2 separate regions of the Zea mays genome follow, and region 1 is linked to region 2. A link is a contact called in public Hi-C data. All regions are on one chromosome and are shown on one strand. Each heading gives the region's core, a stretch centred on a gene start, on an enhancer-like site or on the middle of the called end of the contact. The rest is flanking DNA. Distances are from core to core; before and after follow the strand shown. Region 1 holds the start of LOC100280363. Region 2 holds the start of LOC100273052.

The links. Hi-C and Micro-C count contacts between places; a contact is called where the count stands out from the background.
Region 1: a Hi-C map of ear shows a contact between it and region 2, with 2.6 times the contacts expected there. The contact joins the promoter of LOC100280363 here to the promoter of LOC100273052 in region 2. A contact is called at or near these places in 4 of 25 Hi-C or Micro-C datasets (bundle sheath, ear, leaf and 1 more).

The regions. Positions count from the first base shown.
Region 1 is chr10:135,512,052-135,515,507 of Zm-B73-REFERENCE-NAM-5.0, forward strand. LOC100280363 reads right to left here and starts at 1,375. Exons shown (of 9, transcript NM_001153289.1): 1 at 1,054-1,375; 2 at 736-806; 3 at 536-617; 4 at 312-427; 5 at 79-234; 6 at 1-10. The coding sequence starts at 1,111.
Region 2 is chr10:135,192,391-135,196,068 of Zm-B73-REFERENCE-NAM-5.0, forward strand. It overlaps LOC100273052, which reads left to right and starts at 1,360. Exons shown (of 5, transcript NM_001360161.1): 1 at 1,360-1,448; 2 at 1,533-1,776; 3 at 1,869-1,928; 4 at 2,060-2,263; 5 at 2,369-2,976. The coding sequence starts at 1,414. The coding sequence ends at 2,749.

The sequences.
Region 1 (3,456 bases), core at 125-2,624, 320 kb after region 2:
TTGTCTGCATCTAAAAAGCAAACAATCAGGGGGGGGGGGGGAGGAAATGAAACAAGCAATAATATTTGCAGGCCATACCTCTTGATAATTCAAGTTAATTCCATCGGACAATGAAGGTCGGGGTGATGAGCCTTCTTCAGATTCCTCATGCACTGGGGATGGCGGTTTGGGTGGTGGGATGTAGACGACCTTCAGCTTAACCTCATCCACCACATTAGCTGATTCTTTGGTAAACTGCACAAGGTACAACCTCAAGCATTTCGGAAACAAAACATCTGGCAGAAAATTTTCACAGAGATCACAACATTTACCATATCGCCAGTGATGTCCTTGACTAAGGTCCCTTCCGCCACAACGACACTTTGCACAAGAAACTTGTCCTTGCACTGCATGTCCGGTGGCGCCTCCTTTTGTGCTTGCATTGTCACTGAGAAATTGCAAAGGGCGTCAGGCATTTGAATGATAGTAATCTTGGGGACGCCCATGTCAAATGAACTTGGAGGGAAGGAGGTGAGTGTTGGTCTGTTGGAATTACCAATGACATCGCTGGTGGACCGAGGTGGCACGATGCCGCTGTTGGGCCGGACACAGTACTTCTTCGGGCTCGTCGTCTTAACCTGTCGGACTCAAAATCATTAATAGTAACTCAACGTTTCACGCAGTTGCTGACTTCTATGACCTTGACAAAGCAATCTAGCTGGGCGGGAAAGAGGGGATTCAGAATGCCGAGCTTACCTTAAAGCCGATGTAGTCATCTGTTCGGTTTGTCAACTGCATAGAGCACGAGATCTGCTTCTTTGTCTCGACTGCGAGAATGAGGGGGAAAAAAAAGGAACGAGCGAGAAATCAACGCGACAACAAGGCCAAAATTCCCTCAACATTCTTATATTCTAAAATAGGGGGGAATATGCGGGAGAATCTGTGAGCAGGCATACCAGCAACAGCCCAAATCCCGCTTCAGAAAACAACACACACAGGCATGTGCAGGAAACGCTTAACTAACTAATTACGACACGACACGACACGAGGGAATGTTCGGCGGAGGAACCGTACATGGGAATCGGAGCTCGAGGGGCTCGATCTCGAGCAAGTCCTTGGAGTGAGACCACATCCCGCCGCCGCTGGAGTCCGGGAGGCGGAGGCACGCTGTACGGAGTTGATCCGGGGGTGGTTGCCTGGCAGGCCACGCGGGCGGGAGAGCGAGGAGCTAGGGTTTGGGAAGCGAGGCTGGTTTGCGCTCGCCACAGCCCACAGGAGCAGGGAAAAGAGCCTGGAGTGGAGTGGAGTGGAGCAGCAGGAGGGCAGATGGGAATTTGGAATCGCCGTAGGCAACAACGGGAGTTGGTAGGAACTAGGAGGAGCGGAGGAGGGAAGGAATGCGGGCTGGACCTGGACGGCTGGTGCGACCTGTCTGTCAGAAAGGTGTCGTGGGGCTGTGGGTATAGTTGGCCAAATGGCACTAACACGACGGGCCGGCACTGGCACGGCACTAAAAAGCACGGCACTGGCACGGCACGGCACGGACCTTTTAGTGCCAGTGCCGGGCACGGCCCGTTCTTAGTGCCGTGCCTGGGCCACCACTTGGGCCCGTAGGGTCGGCCCAGGCACGGCACGGTAAATTGGGCTGGCACGGCGCCGGCACGGCCCACCCAGCAGCCGGCCAGCCGTGTAACCCGCCCCCGGCCCCCACTTCCCAGTCCCCACTCCCCAGCCGCGGCCGCTCAGTCGCTCACTCGCTCACTCGCTCTCGCTCTCGCTCAAACCCTAACTCGCTCTCGCTCAGCCGCGGCCCGCGGGCGATTCGGCGGCGTCCGGCGAGCTCCCCTCTCCCTCGTTCCCTCCGGCCTCCGCCTCCGCTAAGCGCTCCGGTCTCCATCTCCGCCTCCGGTCTGCGGTCTCCGGCTCTCCGCCTCGGCGCCTCCGCTCGGACTCGGATCGATCGTCGCTCGTCGGAGAATGGAGATCCTCTCCGGCTCTCCCCCGCTCGGATCTGCGCATTTGTGAACCGGGTAACTCAGATCCATAACCCCCGCTCGGATCTCTTGTCTTCTTCTCCCCCTCCGGTGTGATCTGCGGAGATCTCGGTGCTCCGGCTTATTAGGGTTTGTGAACCGGTGCGATCTGCGCTTCTGCGGAGATCCCGGTGCTCCGTTCTCCCTCATCTCTCTCCTCTCTCCTGTCTTCTTCTCCCCCTCCGGCCTCCGGTGTGATCTGCGCTTCTGCGGAGATCCCGGTGCTCCGGCTTGCTCCGTTGAGGAACCGGGACTCCGGGGTCCGGTACGGCGGCACTGGCACTGGCACTGGCACTGGTACTCTCCTCTCTCCTAGCTCCGGTCTCCCTCTCGGCCTCTCCTCTCTCCTAGCTCTTGTCTCCCTCACCTATCTTCTTCTCCCCCTCCGGCACTGTCCGGCACTGGCACTGGCACTTGTACTCTCTTCTCTCCTAGCTCCGGTCTCCCTCTCGGCCTCTCCTCTCTCCTAGCTCTTGTCTCCCTCACCTATCTTCTTCTCCCCCTCCGGCACTGTCCGGCACTGGCACTGGCACTTGTACTCTCTTCTCTCCTAGCTCCGGTCTCCCTCTCGGCCTCTCCTCTCTCCTAGCTCTTGTCTCCCTCACCTATCTTCTTCTCCCCCTCCGGCACTGTCCGGCACTGGCACTGGCACTTGTACTCTCTTCTCTCCTAGCTCTGGTCTCCCTCTCGGCCTCTACTCTCTCCTAGCTCTGGTCTCCCTCACCTATCTTCTTCTGGTGCTCCGGTCTCTCCTAGCTCTGGTGCTCCGGATTCAAATCCGTGGAGGAACCGGTTGGCCGGACCGGTCATCCCCTCCTCTCTCCTAGCTCTGGTGCTCCGGCTTACTCCGTTGAGGAACCGGGACTCCGAGCCCGAGGTGGGTCGATGGCCGTCTCCGACGATGAAACTGTTGAGATCGACTGCAACGAGGAGCGACGGTTGTGTGGGTTGGCCGGAGACGACGATGAGGATGACCTCCGGGAGGATGCTGCAATTATGGGGGTCAATTAGTGAGGATCAGCACAAACTCACTTATCCAGTACTGTCAATTATGGCTAAAGATATTTTAACTGTTCCTGTGTCTACCATCTCTTCAGAATCCACTTTTAGTTTAACTGGCAGGATCATCGACGAGCGGAGGAGGAGATTGAAGTCTGATGTGGTTGAGATGTTGACATGCATTAAAGATTGGGAGGATGCTGAAGCAAGGATGCAACACATGGTGGATGACAAAGAGCTTGAAGAAACATTTGAAGATCTTTATCTTGATTAGTCTTACTCTCTTTCTGACCATTTCTGTAATGGGACTGTAATATTATGCACCTGGACACTGGACTGGACTGTAAACATTTGAAAAACATTTTAATGAGCTGGGCTGTACTCTTTTTTCCTGTCTAGGGTTTCTCACAAGGGTGAGTTTTACCTAGACAGGTTTTTAACGAGG
Region 2 (3,678 bases), core at 110-2,609:
GCGATGCCAGCCGTACACAGGTACCTGGTGGTTGTATTTAATCCTCGTTTTCATTTTATGAAATGGTAAAATTAGTCTTGGCTCATGCTCGGACAAGAATGGATCTTCACGTCAAGTACATATTCATGAACTCTTTTGTATGCAAGTGAAAATATGATTGTGTATCTGTCACAACTCACAACATACTCGGGTAAAAATGTATCTTCACGTCAGATAAGAATTCGTGAACTCTACTGTGTGTCTGTATTCAAGTAAAAGTACGATTGTATGGTCGTCGCCGCTGGAGAAAATTGCCGTCATCTACCGATCTACGTCATTGCGTGCGTCCTTGGCCTGGACCGTAGTAATTGCTCAGTCTCCGTGTCGTTGCGTCTTCAGTTATTTCCACCGTTCATTGGATGCCGGCAGCACATTCATGGTTGTGGGCACAAAAGTTCAATGGCACGTTTGGTGGCGAGATTCTTCTAACACAACTTCACATTCACATCTTCATCCCACTTAACTTAAAATCTCCACCTTTTTTTACGGATTTGGTTGAACAGATCTATTATTGACTAGAGATGGAAGCCAAAGAAATTAAAATCTGAATCTGATTTCGATAAACATGAAGCGGATAGAGCTGTCTCAGACTCCCAAAAAAAATCGAACTGCGTCTAGTTTCCTCTCGATCCCGTGGGTCTCACCATCCCCGTGCGCTGGAGGACGAGAAGGCGAGGAGGAACCGCCTCGCTCTCGGTGACGGCACCCGCGCTCTGTCACGGTGCTAGCCAGTGAAGTCCGACGCCGGCAGAGGCCGATGGAGGAGCCCGGTGCGGTGGACAAGGACAAGCGACTGTGTCCCGTTAGACCAGGCGCGACCCATGTATAAATCAGTGTCTCAAATCTGTGTTTTACTATATCTATTATATTAATCAGAGTAATCAATAAATTAAATTACCAATCAGCTATTCTTCCTATCTCGAGCATAGAACCAAGACAAAGTGTGTTTGTCAAGATATATGTCTTGAGTTTTTTTATATTACCCTCTTTAAATACATTCGAAGACATAGCTTAAGACACCTATTTTACATGCCCTGAAGACACAGTTTAAGACACCAGTTTTACATGCTCTGAGTCCTCAGCGGTGGAGAGGCGATAGGGACGACAGAGATGAGGAAGATGAGATAAGGAAAATAAAATTTTGTCCTATGACAGGTGGCGTTAAGTATAAAGTGGCCTCAATTTAAAGTTGCTTCTCCAACAAGGCATTACTATGTGCTGGTGAAATATCCATGGAACGTAGTACTCTGCTAACAACCACCAACCACACATCGCTGGTCAACATAAATAACCTGACCTGTCGTCCCCATTCTTGTGATCCTGTCGTCCCCATCCCCTTGCTCCAGCGCGCGGTGTGCACAGGCAGCTAGGCTCATGGCGGCCGCTACCCCTAGTCCCCACAGCGCAAGGTACGTGTCATCCGACGCTCTGGCGTGTAATCTGTACACGAGTTGAAACTGGTTGGCCGGCGTGTGTGATCTCTACTCTGGTAGGGTCGCCGTTGTCACCGGCGGGAACAAAGGGATCGGGCTGGAGGTGTGCAGGCAGCTGGCCAGCAACGGCATCACCGTCGTCCTAACAGCCAGAGACGAGAAGCGGGGCGCCGCCGCCGTAGAGGAGCTCGCGGACGCGGGCCTCTCCGGCGTCGTTTTCCATCAGCTGGAGGTCACCGACGCCCAGAGCATTGCTAGATTGGCCGGTTTCCTGAAGGCGTGGTTTGGGAAGCTAGACATCCTGGTGAGTCCCCTTAATTTTGAATCTGTGAAAGGTTCGGTGGTGTAGGTGGCTGTGACTGTGGCTGATGAAGGAGAGCCACTGTGTCTTACTAGGTAAACAATGCCGCTATCGGTGGGGTTCAGTCACTTCCCGTTGAAAATGTTGGCGAAAAGGTGAGGTCACATGTCCCCCGATCGAAATTATGCATGCATGCTCAGATTTTTTTTTCAGATCCTATCCTAAGCCACGCTCTGATGAAACGGTTTACATGGTGGTGCGCCGTGCGCGTGGAATAATGGAACAGATCAAGGGCATGGACGCGTTTCAGATGGCGGAGCTGATGCGGAAGAGCTGCCGGGAGACAAACGACACCGCGAAGGCAGGCGTCCAGACGAACTACTACGGGGTGAAGAACGTGACCGAGGCGCTGCTGCCCCTGCTCCTGCAGGCCTCCTCCTCCGGCGGAGGAAGGGTCGTCAACGTCTCCTCCGACTTCGGGCTGCTACGCGTAAGTAAGCTGTTCCGGTATCTGATCATACCGTTTCAGATTCCGTTCCTTTCCTTCGACCAACGCCAGCAGCTGCTGCTGCTGGATCTGAAACAAAGAATGCAGTATCTCAGGAATGAGGAGGTGAAGCATGAGCTGGACGACATTGAGGGCCTGACGGAGGAGAGGCTGGACGAGCTGCTGAGCACGTTCCTCCGGGACTTCGAGGCCGGCGCGCTGAAGTCCCGCGGCTGGCCGACGGAGTTCGCCGCGTACAAGGTGGCCAAGGCCGCCCTGAACTCCTACTCGAGGGTCCTGGCGAGGCGGCACCCCGAGCTGCGCGTCAACTGCGCGCACCCGGGCTACGTCAAGACCGACATGACCAGGCAGACGGGCCTGCTGACGCCCGCGCAGGGCGCGGCCAACGTCGTCAAGGTGGCGCTGCTCCCGGAAGGCGGCCCCACCGGCGCTTTCTTCGCGCTAGGCAAGGAGGCGCCGTTCGTGTGACGCTGCCGTACTGGGCTGGCGGTGGTGGGGACTTCACGGTCCGGCGCTAGTGCGCCGCCTCTCCGACTTGCCTGGCGCCTGCTATCTACTACCTCTCTGCTCTCTGTGCTGCGCAGCGTAGTTTGCTGGTTTGGGACGGCGAATAAAGAAAGGATCGCTGCTGCCTCTTAGTTAGTTGGGTTCTGTCAGTACTAAGCTTCGGTAATAAAATACCCCTAGATATGACCATATTTTATCTGATTGGTTACCCGCACCGTTCCATCCTAAATTACCGTGGGCATTAACTTTGGATTAGCGTCTGTTTGATTGACTGTACGCGAGGAACGGTGGCTACATAAGTAGATATAAAATAAGTTATTTTGAGGCTTGTCGGGGACCATAATTAGGGGTACTCTCAAGGCTCCTAATTCTCAGCTGGTAACCCCCATCAGCATAAAGCTGCAAAGGCCTGATGGGTGCGATCAAGTCAGGGATCAGCCCATTCGAAGGACTCGATCACGCCTCGCCCAGGCCTAGCCTCGGACAAGGGCAGCCGACCCCGAAGGATCTCCGGCTCGCCCGAGGCCCTGTCTTCGCCAAGAAGCAACCCCGACCAAATCGCAGGAGCATTTAATGTAAAGGTGGCCTGACACCTTTATCCTGACGCGTGCCCCTCAGCTGACAGAGCCGAAGCGACCGCCGTCACTTCACCGCTCCACTAACCAGTCTGATAGAAAGACAGCGCCGCCTGCGCCACTCCGACTGCGGTGCCACTTGACAGAGTGAGGCTGACAGGCAGTCAGGACCGGCCGCACGCCATAGGAAGCTCCGCCCGACCCAGGGCTCGGACTCGGGCTAAGCCCCGGAAGACGGCGAACTCCGCTCCGCCCGACCCAGGGCTCGGACTCGGGCTAAGCCCCGGAAGACGGCGAACTCCGCTTCGTCCGACC